Regions from separate parts of the Sus scrofa genome. Here region 1 is linked to region 2. Evidence: chromatin contacts called from public HiChIP or PLAC-seq data. All regions are on one chromosome and are shown on one strand. The core of a region is the stretch at or near the end of the contact, and the rest is flanking DNA. Distances in the headings are between cores, read along the strand shown. Region 1 overlaps UBE2D2 (ubiquitin-conjugating enzyme E2 D2). Region 2 holds the start of UBE2D2 (ubiquitin-conjugating enzyme E2 D2).

The links. HiChIP or PLAC-seq counts read pairs in DNA pulled down with a chosen protein or histone mark.
Region 1: an H3K27ac HiChIP or PLAC-seq map of alveolar macrophages shows a contact between it and region 2. The contact joins the enhancer-like site here to the promoter of UBE2D2 in region 2. A contact is called at or near these places in 6 of 47 Hi-C or Micro-C datasets (alveolar macrophages, brain, embryonic fibroblasts and 3 more) and 1 of 2 datasets of contacts at active chromatin or transcription factors (alveolar macrophages).

What each region holds. Positions count from the first base shown.
Region 1 is chr2:141,430,888-141,437,373 of Sscrofa11.1, reverse strand. The region is part of intron 1 of UBE2D2 (ubiquitin-conjugating enzyme E2 D2); the gene reads right to left. Among named protein-coding and RNA genes, the nearest start is that of UBE2D2, 36 kb to the right of the region's middle. Within about 2 kb of position 5,028, at least 1 of the 83 cell types and tissues checked has an H3K27ac peak or open chromatin away from gene starts, as enhancers often do. A contact at or near this core is called in alveolar macrophages, where this site is marked.
Region 2 is chr2:141,394,774-141,401,117 of Sscrofa11.1, reverse strand. It overlaps UBE2D2 (ubiquitin-conjugating enzyme E2 D2), which reads right to left and starts at 3,181. Exons shown (of 7, transcript XM_005661722.3): 1 at 2,722-3,181.

The DNA of each region.
Region 1 (6,486 bases), core at 3,779-6,278, 34 kb before region 2:
TAAGAAATTCTGACTGGCTTTATATCTGACAAAATTAAGCATCAGAGACAAAAGATAATGCTAGAAAACCGACTACTGGAAAGACAAAGTGTAGGGAAGGTGAAGGGCAAAAGGAAGCACAAAATGAAATCAAGAAAAGGGTAAGATTTAGAAAGATAAGGTGTGCTCCTTGTTTTCAAGACACACTGAAGGGAAGCAGTCTGTCACTACCACAGTATTGAATTCTCCTTGCCCCACTCCTATCTTACCAGAGTTGCAACAGAAATGTTAATTTATGTGTCCAAATACTTGAAGCTAGTATTTTAAAATAACTGCTAGGGTATTTAGCAGTACCTGCTGTGGCTCAGTGGAAATGAACCCAACTAGTATCCACGAGGATGTGGGTTCAGTCCCTGGCCTCACTCAGTGGGTCAAGGTATGGTGTTGCCCCTAGCTGTGGTGTAGGTCATAGATGCGGCTCAGATCCCAGGTTGCTGTGGTTGTGGCGTAGGTCAGCAGCTGCAGCTGCAATTCAATCCTAGCCTGGGAACTTCCATACGCAGTGGGTGCAGCCTTAAAAAGCAAAATAAATAAATAAATAAATTAATTAAAGTAAATAAAAATAAGTGCTAGGGCATTTAAAATTACAAATTTTTAAAACAGTAAATATAGTAACTCATAGTTATCTATAATTTCTGACAGTATAAAATTAAAGAATCTCAAATTATCAGGTGCTGATAGACTTAATCCCTTTGCACACTCAAAAAAAATTTTTTTTTTTAGTCTTTTTAGGGCCACACCCATGGCGTATGGAAGTTCCCAGACTAGGGGCTGAATCAGAGCTATAGCTGCCGGCCTGTTCCACAGCCACAGCAGTCACACAGGATCCAAGCCACATGTGCAATCTATACCAAATCCCTAATCCACTGAGCGAGGACAGGGACTGAACTCACATCCTTAAGGATACTAGTCTAGTTCACTGCCACTGAGCCACAGTGGGAACTCCTCAAATATTTTCTATTTACCTTTCAATAACACTGCCTTCTATTTTAAAGACAAATTGATGGAGGAGTTCCCGTTGTGGCACAGTGGTTAACGAATCTGACTAGGAACCATGAGGTTGCGGGTTCGGTCCCTGCCCTTGCTCAGTAGGTTAAGGATCCGGCGTTGTCGTGAGCTGTGGTGTAGGTCACAGACATGGCTGGGATTCTGCATTGCTGTGGCTGTGGTGTAGGCCAGCAGCTGTAGTTCTGATTTGACCCCGAGCCTCTATATGCCGCCAGTGCGGCCTTAAAAAGACCAAAAAAAGGAAAAAAAAAAAACTCAAGTCAACTGAAAGTACAGAAAATACCTACCACAAACCCAAACCTATCGCCTAGCCCTGGCCAATCTAAACAGTGAATTCCCTGGTGGCTCAGTGGGTTAACATGTCACTGCCATGGCTCAGGTCACTGCTATGGCACAGCTTGGATCCCTGGCTTAGGAACTTCCCCTGCTATGGATGTGGTAAAAACAAACACACACTGCTATATTCTGAATCTTTTTTGGTCATACCTTGGCATACAGAGTTCCCGGGTCAGGGACTGAATCCGAGCCACAGAACTGACCTACTTTTTTTTCCTTTCTTTTTAGGGCTGCACACACAGCATAAAGAAGTTCCCAGGCTAAGAGTCGAATTGGAGCTGCAGCTGCCAGCTATACCACAGCCACAGCAATGCAGGATCTGAACCGTGTCTGCAATCTACACCAAAGCTCACAGCAATGCCGGATCTCCAACTCACCAAGTGAGGCCGGGGACTGAACCCACATCCTCATGGAAACTAGTCAGATTCGTTTCTGCTGAGCCAAGACAGGAACTCCCATGACCTACGTTTTAATACCTGATTCTTTTTTTAATTTTGTCTTTATTTGCCTTTTGAGGGCCGCTCCTGCAGCATATGGAGGTTCCCCGGCTAGGGGTCGAATCGAAGCCGTGGCCACTGGCCTACACCAAAGCCACAGCAACGCGGGATCCAAGCCACGTCTTCAACCTTCACCACAGCTCAGGGCAACGCCGGATCCTTAACCTGCTGAGCAAGGGCAGGGATCGAACCCGCAACCTCATGGCTCCTAGTCAGGTTCGTTAACCACTGCGCCACGATGGGAACTCCAATACCCGATTCTTAACCCACTGTGCTGGGCATCAAACCTGCACCCCAGCTGGGCCACAACAGAAACTCCAACTCTGGATCTTTAAGAAGTCTCCTGTGCATTCTCTACAAAGTAATGATTACCTTGAATTTAGTGTTTATTATTCCCCTTTTTTAAAAAAACTAGATAAACATTTTTAATCTTTAAATTATATGTAATGTAAATCATAAAGATTTTACAATTTTTACTATCATCTAAAGATAAAACAATCAGTAGACAAAACCACATATAGTCCATTAAAACTGAGGTTTTGTTATATTCTGTGTTGTTATATTTTTAAAAGCAGCCACCACCACTAAACACACTATTTCTTAAAGAATATAAAACTTTTAACAGAAAAAGCCTGTTCTTATACTTACTTGAAAGCTTACTTAAAAGTTCCATCTAAGACATTATTCACTCAGATTTTTCTAATTTATTTGCAGAGTAAGCTTTAATCTTCAAATGCAGAATAATTCAAGTAACTTAAAAATTGAGGTTTCTAGAGGAGTTATTCATTTTAATTCTCTTATTACACATATATGTAACATATATATTCAATTACACACACACACACACACCCATCTGCCACATATATACATATATACCATACTCTATTTTTATGCTTGCATTGGTGTGGTCCATTTGTTACAATTGATGAAACAATACAGGTATATTATAATTAACCAAATTCCAAGTTCACATTAAGCTTCACTCATTCTTTTGTACACTGGATAGACTTGACAAATGTTTATTCAATTGGATTCACCATTCCAATTTCATACAGTGTGGTTTCTGTGCTATATTTTTACTTTTTAATTTTTATTTATTTATTTATTCTTTGTTTTGCTTGGTAGAAATTTATTTATTTTTTTATTACTCAAATGATTTTATCTCATCTGTAGTTGTATAATGATCCTAACAGTCTGATTTCATAGGATTTCTATCCCACAGCCCAAGCACATCCCCCCACCCCTCAAACTGTCTCCTCCAGAGACCATGTTTTTCAGTGTCTGTGAGTCAGCATCTGTTCTGCAAAGATAGTGTTTATTATTCTCTTAACAGTCTTTTTTGTTATTGTTGTCTTTTTAGGGCCTCACCCAAAGCCTATTTAGTTCCCAGGTTAGGAGTCAAATCGGAGCTATAGCTGCCAGCCTACACCACAGCCGCAGCCACGCCTGATCCTCAAGCCACTGAGTGAAGTCAGGGATCAAACCCAAGTCCTCATGAATACTAGGTTGAGTTTGTTTCCCGCAGCGCTACACCGGAACTCCTATCATACTTCTAAACTTTTATTCAAAAAGCGTTACATTGTATACTTCGCTTTTCCCTCAACATATTAAGACATTTTTCCACCAAGATCTAGTTTTTTCCTTTTTACTACTGTTTATTTTGCTAGTGGATTTTTTTTTTTTTTTGGTCTTTTTGCCATTTCTTTGGACCACTCCCTCGGCATATGGAGGTTCCCAGGCTAGGGGTCCAATCAGAGCCGTAGCCGCTGGCCTACGCCAGAGCCACAGCAACGCAGGATCCGAGCCGCGTCTGCAACCTACACCACAGCTCAACATCACAGCAACGTCGGATCGTTAACCCACGGAGCAAGGGCAGGGACCGAACCCGCAACCTCATGGTTCCTAGTCGGATTCGTCAACCACTGCGCCACGACGGGAACTCCATTTTTTGCTAGTGGATGTTTAAACAATGTTTGCCTTCTTTAGGTGACTGAAATTTTATTTCCTATATTTCACTATTATAATGGTAAATACTGGTTATACACACATTCTTGTATACCCCTGTGTTTTTCTAGATAAAACACTTCCCCAATTTAACAAGTACCCTCTCTCCTTTTTTAACCACACACTGATGCCTTTTATTACGTATGGGTTTCAAAAATTATTTCCTCAACCCATATATACAGGCAAAAATAAGTGTACCGTTCAACACTGGAACTTGAAAACCTGATGACTGCCTAGAGAAGGGAAAATTATTTCCAGAACATGCTTCATCAGGAGGCCAATTCATCTACCAACCTCCAAGAACATGAAAATGAACATGACAGACACTATCCTCCATGTGAATCTTCATTTACTGTCATTCGACAACCCTTCTTTGGGCCCAGATCAGCAGCACATTTCTTGCCAGAATCATTAAATGTCCAAGAAGACTTTCCTCACTATCATCTGCTACAGAAATCTGGGATGATATAAGTTCCTTCGCTACCACCAGAGAAATATGTTGGTGCTTGAAGGGAATCCCTTTTTAATTATAATTTTATCACTAACTCTATAGTTAATGTTTCATACAACTTATTTGCTATTAAACTGTTGTGTTTCAATGATCAAAGAGGAAACTTCTTTAGAATGTATAAATGGATGGCTCTTTTCTAAGTTTATAAAACAAACGAACAAACCCCGTGAGGGTTTTTTTTTTCTGTTTTGGCTATCCCTCAGCATATGGAGTGTCCGGCCAGGGATCAGACCCCAGCTGCAGTTGTGACCAAAGCTGCAGCTATGGCTACACAGGATCCTTAAACCACTGTGCTGGGCCAGGGATAGAACCTGCTTCCCAGCGCTCCCAAGACACCGCTGATCCCACTGTACCACAGTGGGAACTAAGTGTCCTTTACTAACTGGTCCTACCAAAAAACTGCAGAGGTTATTATACTGTAAATTTTGGAAACTAACCATTTTCATGTGTAATTATGTTAATGAAAATAAGTTTCCATAAGAATTGTTAAGATTATTCCATAACATGTTCTTGCTGATATGAGCAGGAGCAATAGGCCAAATCCAGTTCTTCCAAGTCTTAATATCATTTGATGTTTTCTCATTATTCTGCTCTTACGTAACTTGAAGCAAGTCACTCACTTTCTTCAGATCAGAACATTCACATCTATAAAACAAGGAAGTTAAACTAAACAGCATGATTTGGTTACAGCTCTGATTTGACCCCTAGTCTGGGAACTTCCATATGCAAAGGATGAGGCCTAAAAAGACCCCCCTCCCAAAAAAAATTCAAGGTTCTAAAGAATTCCTGCATAAAGAAAACACTACTATTTGGACACAAAACCAGGCTCTGCTCTTTTCTCAGCCCATTCAACCAATGCTACATTCCTCAACCAAGAGTTTATTCTCACAAAATGCCTAATGTCTGTGGGAAAGTCAGAAGTAAATCTGAAGGAACCAAGAACATTCTTTTATCCCAAAGAAATATTACTGATTTAGAATAAAAGATTTTGGGGAGTTCTCTGGTGGTCTAGCAGGTTAAGGATCCAGTGTTGTCACTGCTGTGGCTTGGGTCACTGCCACAGTTTGGGTTCAATCCCTGGCCAGGGAACTTTTGCATTTTGTGGGGGCAGCCCGAAAAAAATTTTTTTAAATAAAGCATTTTTAAGCATGACAGAGAAATCTACACAACATGGCTAATATTGTCCTAAGTTATTTCTTTTATCTATCTGTTGTCTATCTGGACTATAAATTATTTCAGTATTTTTTTTTCTTTATGTGGTAAAGGACACATAACATAAAATGTACCATCTCACCTATTTTTAAGTATGTAATACAGTTCAGTGGTATCAAATACATTCATAATGTTGTGTTCAAAGTGTTTTAAAACAATGTTTACATCAAGAGAAAGCCCATGTATGAGCAGCTTTTCAGATATGGTTTCCACAACATAAATTCCCTTTCTAGGCAGATTACATGTTTCTATTAATTTTCAGAGACAGTTTTTTTTTTTTTAAAGTTACGTTTGCCAAGTTCCAGGAAATCCTTACAAGCACTATTTGTGTGACAATGCTGATAGCTTTCAGCAGTGATCAAATATACAGCTGATATGTTTCTGGCTTAAAACAGTTTCTCAAGATTAAAAAGGGGGAAAAAACCACTTTTCTCATGAAACAGGTATCTTTTTTTTTTTTTTTTTTTTTTTGTCTTTTTAACTATTTCTTGGGCCGCTTCCGCGGCATACGGAAGTTCCCAGGCTAGGGGTCCAATCGGAGCTGTAGCCACCGGCCTACGCCAGAGCCACAGCAACACGGGATCCGAGCCGCCGCATCTGCAACCTACACCACAGCTCACGGCAACGCTGGATCGTTAACCCACGGAGCAAGGGCAGGGACCGAACCCGCAACCTCATGGTTCCTAGTCGGATTCGTTAACCACTGCGCCACGACGGGAACTCCGAAACAGGTATCTTTTAAAAGGGAAATGATATGCTATATAAAGATATTAGCAAAATTTGTCATTTATATAATCCTATCTGTTGTACTGTAAAATTTCAAACACTGAAAGCTTATATTTATACCACAACCTAGAAAGTAAAGCTAAGCAAGGTACT
Region 2 (6,344 bases), core at 1,932-4,431:
TTGGTGTAGATACAATCCCCAAAAGCCTCCATCCCTGCATAGAACTATAATGAATTTTCTATATACTCTGTTAAAACATAGCACAGCTGACCTTAAAGTACATATGAAAATAAAACCCATCAAAGCTTTTTCCAAAAAAGTCATGACATTTAGGAGTTCCCTTATGGCACAGCAGGTTAAGGATCTGGCATTGTCACTGCAGCGGCCTGCGTCACTATGCCCCAGGTTTGATCCCTAGCCTAGAAACGTCCACATGCTGTGGGCACAGCCCAACACCCGACCCCCATACAAAAAAAAAAAAGTCATGGCATTTAAAGGACAGTCAGATTCACAGAACACTACTTCTCTTGGTCAAAGATACTGAATTCTTAAAGATGCCACATTTCAAAAATATTTGTTCTTGGTAAAAATTTTATTAGAACCCAGATGCAGTAGTCCATGATATTTGAAGTGGAGGTAATTAAGCAGAACTATTTTTTCAGAGAATTCTACCTGGGAAGGTTCAAGGCCAAGACCAAGTATATAAGCCAAGTCTGTCTTGTGGGGATTCCATCACAGACACATTACCAGGGCTGAGGGTAACAAAGGACTGGTCTTATCCACACATAGGTTAAGTCTATAAATTCCATTTAAAATTCATGCTATACAAACAGTTTGGGAAGTCCTCTTGTGGTGCAGCAGGTTAATTTCTGTTTTCACAATCTTATTGACTAGTATGTATACCAAAAAAAAATTTTATTTTTTTCTAATCCATGGTAGTCTCAGAAGTTGAGTCATACTTTGGAGGAGCGTTCTAGGTTATAAACTAGGTGAAAAAACGTTAATACTAAATTTTAAAAGTTCAAATTACTGTCTGCACTTAATTTTCTTATTAAAATTTTAACAAGGTCACCTTTTCGAGAAAAATCTAGAGAATATGTGGTATCTCAAAAGAAGTATTACTGGAGGCAAGGACATGAGAAGATTAAGATGCCATGTTTTGAGTGCTATTTCCTTCTCTGAAAAAACCTTCATAACATATATATCAATCAGAGTAGAGATTCAAGGCTACATTTCTTGATCTGTAGACTATCACACGTCATACGCACTCCTCTTCAATCTTTTACAGGTATAACCTCAAGTTGAGAACTTCTCAATTAGTCTTTAGGAACCTATTAACTCTTTAAAGCCTTAAAAATGCATATACAGTATTTACTTGGATCACCTGTCCTCAGTGTGCTCCTGGTCCCTTAAATGGTTAAGAGATCGTTGCTTAAGGTTCAAGCTTGTTTTAACGAATAACCCACTTCATTTTAGTACAAGTACTCTGTCTAAAGTCTGCCCTTTTTCACTTGATAAAAATCAAAGTCCAGAGAAATTGGTGAGGATCTAACCTAATTTACAGAAACCACTGGGATTAATTCCACATTAATGGGTTTTGATCAAGAATGAAGTGAGGATCAACGGCTGAGCTGTGTTTAAATTGTCCAAATCTGCATTTTCACTGAGTTTAAGGCAAGATGAAAATTGGTTCTCTTCCTCTTGCAACTCCATCCCATCCTTCAGGATGGATAATCCCAGGATCTACTTCTTACTGCTAGAGGTTTAATACAGCTTCTCCAAGTAAACAAGTGAAACACCAAACAAAAAGCGCTTTTCCACTTCTAAGGGGGGTGGGGGGGAATGACAGTGAGAGTTACCAGCAGGTTACAATATTAGAGAGAAAGGGGAAAAAATCCTAAACTTTAAGCCAAGCACAGAAGCACTGTTACTCTGGAAGCAGGATTAGGAAAACCTCTGTTAAGACACCTAAACGAATAACTCGTCACCTTAAAGGGCAAATAAATACTTTCTATGGGAAAAATCTAGCAAAATCCCTTCTACATTAAAAGGCTCTCCCCGAACATATCACCTAATTTAAGCGTTAAAAACCACCTTGCGAAGAGACTATAACAGCAACCTTTGTGTCATTTTCTCCAGCGGTTTCCAACGTTCAGGTTTCTACCTCTTCTCTTCACAATTTAACAGCTTTCCTGTTAAATCCATTCCAGCCGACGGAAGTGGTAGTTTCTACATTTACATTTGGTAACCTCAAGGAATTAAAAACGCTTCTCCCTCGACTTCCCTCCTCCTTCATAAAAATCACGTTACTTTCCTTCTGAACTTCCTACTCTAAGTGTCTGGACGAGCAGAGTGGACGTGAAGAGTGCGGCCGCTAAAAGGCAAGTGAACTCAAAAAATACTTGTGGATCGGACAAAAAGGCTTCCTCAGTCCGCCTGAGACACGGGCTCCAAGCTCAGGCGGTTCTGCGGAGGTGGGGGTACGAGGTGCCGGGCAGGGAAGGGGCATGGAGCCCTTTCGACCTCCGTCGACGGGGCCGCCCAACGCCCCAGTCCCAGCACCCGCTCTCGGCACAGCCGGACAATGGCCCTCTAGCACAGCAGTCCCAGGCCGGGAAGAGGCCCTGGGACTCCACAGCACGCGAGGCCTAGAAAGAAGGCCAGGAAGGAACGCTGAGCCGGCGAGCATACCTCCGGCCTAAGCGTGGTCAGCGCGCCGGGGCCTCCGCCGGCGCCATCACTGGGAGTGGGGTAGGAAGGCCGCCCGGCAGGGCCATCGCCGGCAGCCGGGTCCGAAGAGGCCGCGAGCCCAGCGGAGACGACGGCGGGAAGTGCAGGCCGCAGCCTGCTCAGCTGGCAGGCCCAGCGGCCCGAACCCACAGCCGACCTCTGGCCGCTTACCTTGTGGATTCTCTTCAGAGCCATCGTGGGAGGCGGGTGGCGGCGGCCCCCGGGGTGGGGACGGGGGCAGGGGAGGGACGGGGAAGGGGCGAGGGGTGCGAGGCCGCCTCGGTGACCGCGGGCCGGCCGGAGAAGATGGGGAGCTCCGAAGCGCGGGTCCGGCGGGACAGACTTAGGGCCGGGGCCCACTCGGCTCCTGAGCCTGCCGCAGCGGTCACCGCATCACCCGGCGGCGGCCCCTTTATGCGCTGCCGCCCGAGCCGCCGCCGCCGCCGCCGCCGCCACCACCACCGCCGCCGCCGCCGCCGTAGCTGCCTCTGCCTCCCAGGCTCAGCGCCGCCTCCTCAGCAGCCGCGGATCCCTCCGCCGGGAAGCAAGAGCCCAGCCTCGGGCTCGGCCGGCGCCTCCCGGTCGGACAGCCAGAGGGACTGCCTGCCGCAGGTGGACCGAGGGACGCGCGGGCGGGTGGCGCCGCCGGGGTGGGGCCGCAGGAGTGCGGGGTGGGCCCAGGCCGAGGGGCAGGTCGGGAGAGCGGGGATTGGCGGGCCTGGGAAGGGAGGGCCGGGCCGCGCCGGCGGCGGAGGGATACGGGCCGCCCCTCTGAGTGTCTTACGTGCTGCCGCCGCCGCCGCCGCCACGGCCGCCGAGAGGATGACGCCGCGACGCCGGGAGAAGATCTCGCGAGATTTGTGCCGGGGTCGTGGAGGCTCGTTCGACGGCCGAGGCTCGTAGCCCGCGACCCTGAGTCCTTTGCCTCTGGTTCCCTCTTAGATATGTTATCTGAGATCAATAAGCTTTTTAAAGGCGAATGTATTCTAGGTCTCCTGGCCGTCCACATAGCGGAGGCTGACCCAGGAAGAGCCTTTAGGTCCATTACAACTTTCCAGAAGGAGGAAAGGACTTGTCCAAGGTCACACAGCTCCACGGTGGCGAAGCTGGGAGTTCCCTGAAGCCAAGAGTCTCGTGAATTCTCTCTCTGGTAGCTGCGTGGTAACATCCTGGGCACCTGCAGGAGTGTGGTTCTTCAACCATGCCACAGGCAGCCCTGAGATGGTCTTTGTAAGGAAGACATGGGTGACAACTTGAATGTCTCTCAGCCACTGGCTTGTCAGCCCTAGGAGAGGTGCTCTGCTTGGTGAATTGTTATGGCAATATACCAGTTACCTCAGAAAAAAACTTGCACAGTGTGTGCTCCAGTAATTAAAAACCAACCTTGTTGTCAAGTGGGAGGGGAAATGGGGGAGGGATGGAGTGAGAGTTTGTGGTTAGCAGATGCAAACTATTACTTAGACGATGGATAAACAATAAGGTTCCGAGCTCCCATTGTGGCGCACCGGGTGAAGAACGCGACTGCAGCGGCTGGGGTTGCTGGGGAAGAGCCGTTCTATCCCCAGCCCAGCACGGTGAGTTAAAGGGTCCCGCCTCACCGCAGCTGCTGTTAGGTTGCGGCTACGGCTCACATTCAATCCTGGCCTGGGAACTTCCATATGCCCTGGATGTAGCCATTAAAAGAAAGTAAAGAAAATTAAAAAAGGCCCTTCTCTAAAGCACAGGGAACTATATGTAGTATCCTGTGATGCACCCAAGCGGTAAAGAATATGAAAAAGAATGTACATACGTGTAACTGAATCACTGTCGTACAGCAGAAATTAACATGTTATAAATCAACTATACTCAAAAAACAAAAACCTGGTGTTTAGAACACCATCAGAAGCAAACTTAGAAAAACTATTCTGGGGATGTTTTTAGGAGGGATGGAAACGGAAAGCAAGTTCACTGTGTATTGGGTGTGGAGCCCTGCACCAGGACCAGCAAACTATAAGGCTCACTGCTTTTAAAGGGCCTGTGGTGGGAGGTGCTTTTTATCTGGCTGGAGACACATGGAAGAACAGTAAGGAATATTTTCCTGGGAGGTCATGTTTTTTTCCTGGGAGGTCATGCCCACATTCTCAAGTTCTCCTCAAGATTTTCTGATTAAATCTGTGTTCTTTCCTCTGTCTGAAAGGGGCCTTGAATATCATTGATTCTAACTCTTGAACTGAGAGAGGAGAAACTGGAGCGCCCCTAAGGAGAGGATCTGGCCAAAAGGCACACAAAAGGCCAGCAGCATAACTTGTACTGCCTTGTATCCTAAGTAGAGGCTGGCCCAACTGGGCGGGGCCACACTGGACTCCTGAGCTGAAGGAAGGAAAAGCTGTATCCAGTTGCCCCGGGGGGTTATGTTTTGGGTTGGAGGTGAAGAAAAATATACCACAGTCCCAAATCTTTCCTTCCTAAGAAGTGTGATGGAAAAGGTATAAAAAGGCCTGTTGCAAAGTTCCTGTTGTGGCTCAGTGGTAATGAACCCGACTAGTATCCATGAGGACATGGGTTCAATCCCTGGCCTTGCTCAGTGGGTTAAAGATCCGGCACTGCCGTGAGCTGTGTAGGTGGGAGACACAGCTCAGATCTGGTGTTGTGGCTGAGATATAGGCCGTCAGCTGCAGTTCTGATTTGACCCCTAGCCCGGGAACTTCCCAAAAAAAGACGGGGGGGAAAAAAAAAAAAAAAAGCCTGTTGGTCAGATTTAAAAAAATTTTTTTTCAGCAATAATTTTCTTGGGAATTCCGGTTGTGGCACAGTGGAAACGAATCTGACTGGTATCCATGAGGGTGCAGTTTCGATCCCTGGCCTTGATCAGTGGGTCAAGGATCTAGCGTTGTTGTGAGCTGTGATGTAGGTCACAGACGTGGCTCGGATCTGGCGTTGCTGTGGCTGTGGTGTAGTCCGGCAGCTAAAGCTCCAATTCGACCCCTAGCCCCTGGCAATGTCTATGTGCTGCGAGTGTGGCCCTAAAAAGCAAAAAAGAAAAAAATTTTTTGTATTAAAAAGCAATATGTATTTGTTGCAAGAGATACAGATAAGCAAAAGGCAGGAAATAAAACTCAACTATACTCCTATCATTCAACAATTTTTTTTTTTTTTTTTTTTTTTACTTTTTAGGGCCACACCCGAAGCATATGGAAGTTCCCAGGCTGGGGTCCAATGGGAACTGCCTTGGATGCCATCCTACACCACAGCCACAGCAACTCGGGATCTGAGCCGGGTTTGCCACCTATTCCACAGCTCACAGCAACGCCAGATCCTTTAACCCACTGATTGAAGCCAGGGGTGGAACCTGTGTCCTCATGGATACTAGTCAGATTGGTTTCCCCTGAGCCAGGACAGTTACTCCCCTAGATAACCAAGTTTAAACATTTTCTTTTTTCCAGTATAAGTACTGTCTAATAAAGCATTTAAAGTGCACCTTTTTTGGGCTATATCTTACAATTCTGTAATACTTTGTTTGCATTCTACTTCAGTTTAAAATGGTTTCTAGGAATTCTTATTGTGGCTCAGCAGTTCTGATTTGACCCCTAGCCCAGGAACTTCCATATGCTGCAGGTGCAGCCCTAAAAAAAAAAAAAAAAAAAAAAAATTTCTAATTTCTCCTATGATATATTCTTTGACCAAGGGTTATTTTCAAATACTTTGGAATTTATAGGTCATCAGGGAAATGCAAATTAAACTCATAATGAGGTACCATTTTACACCCTGGCTAAGTGGGTAAAATCAAAAACATTGATGTTAAGTGACCAAAAGTG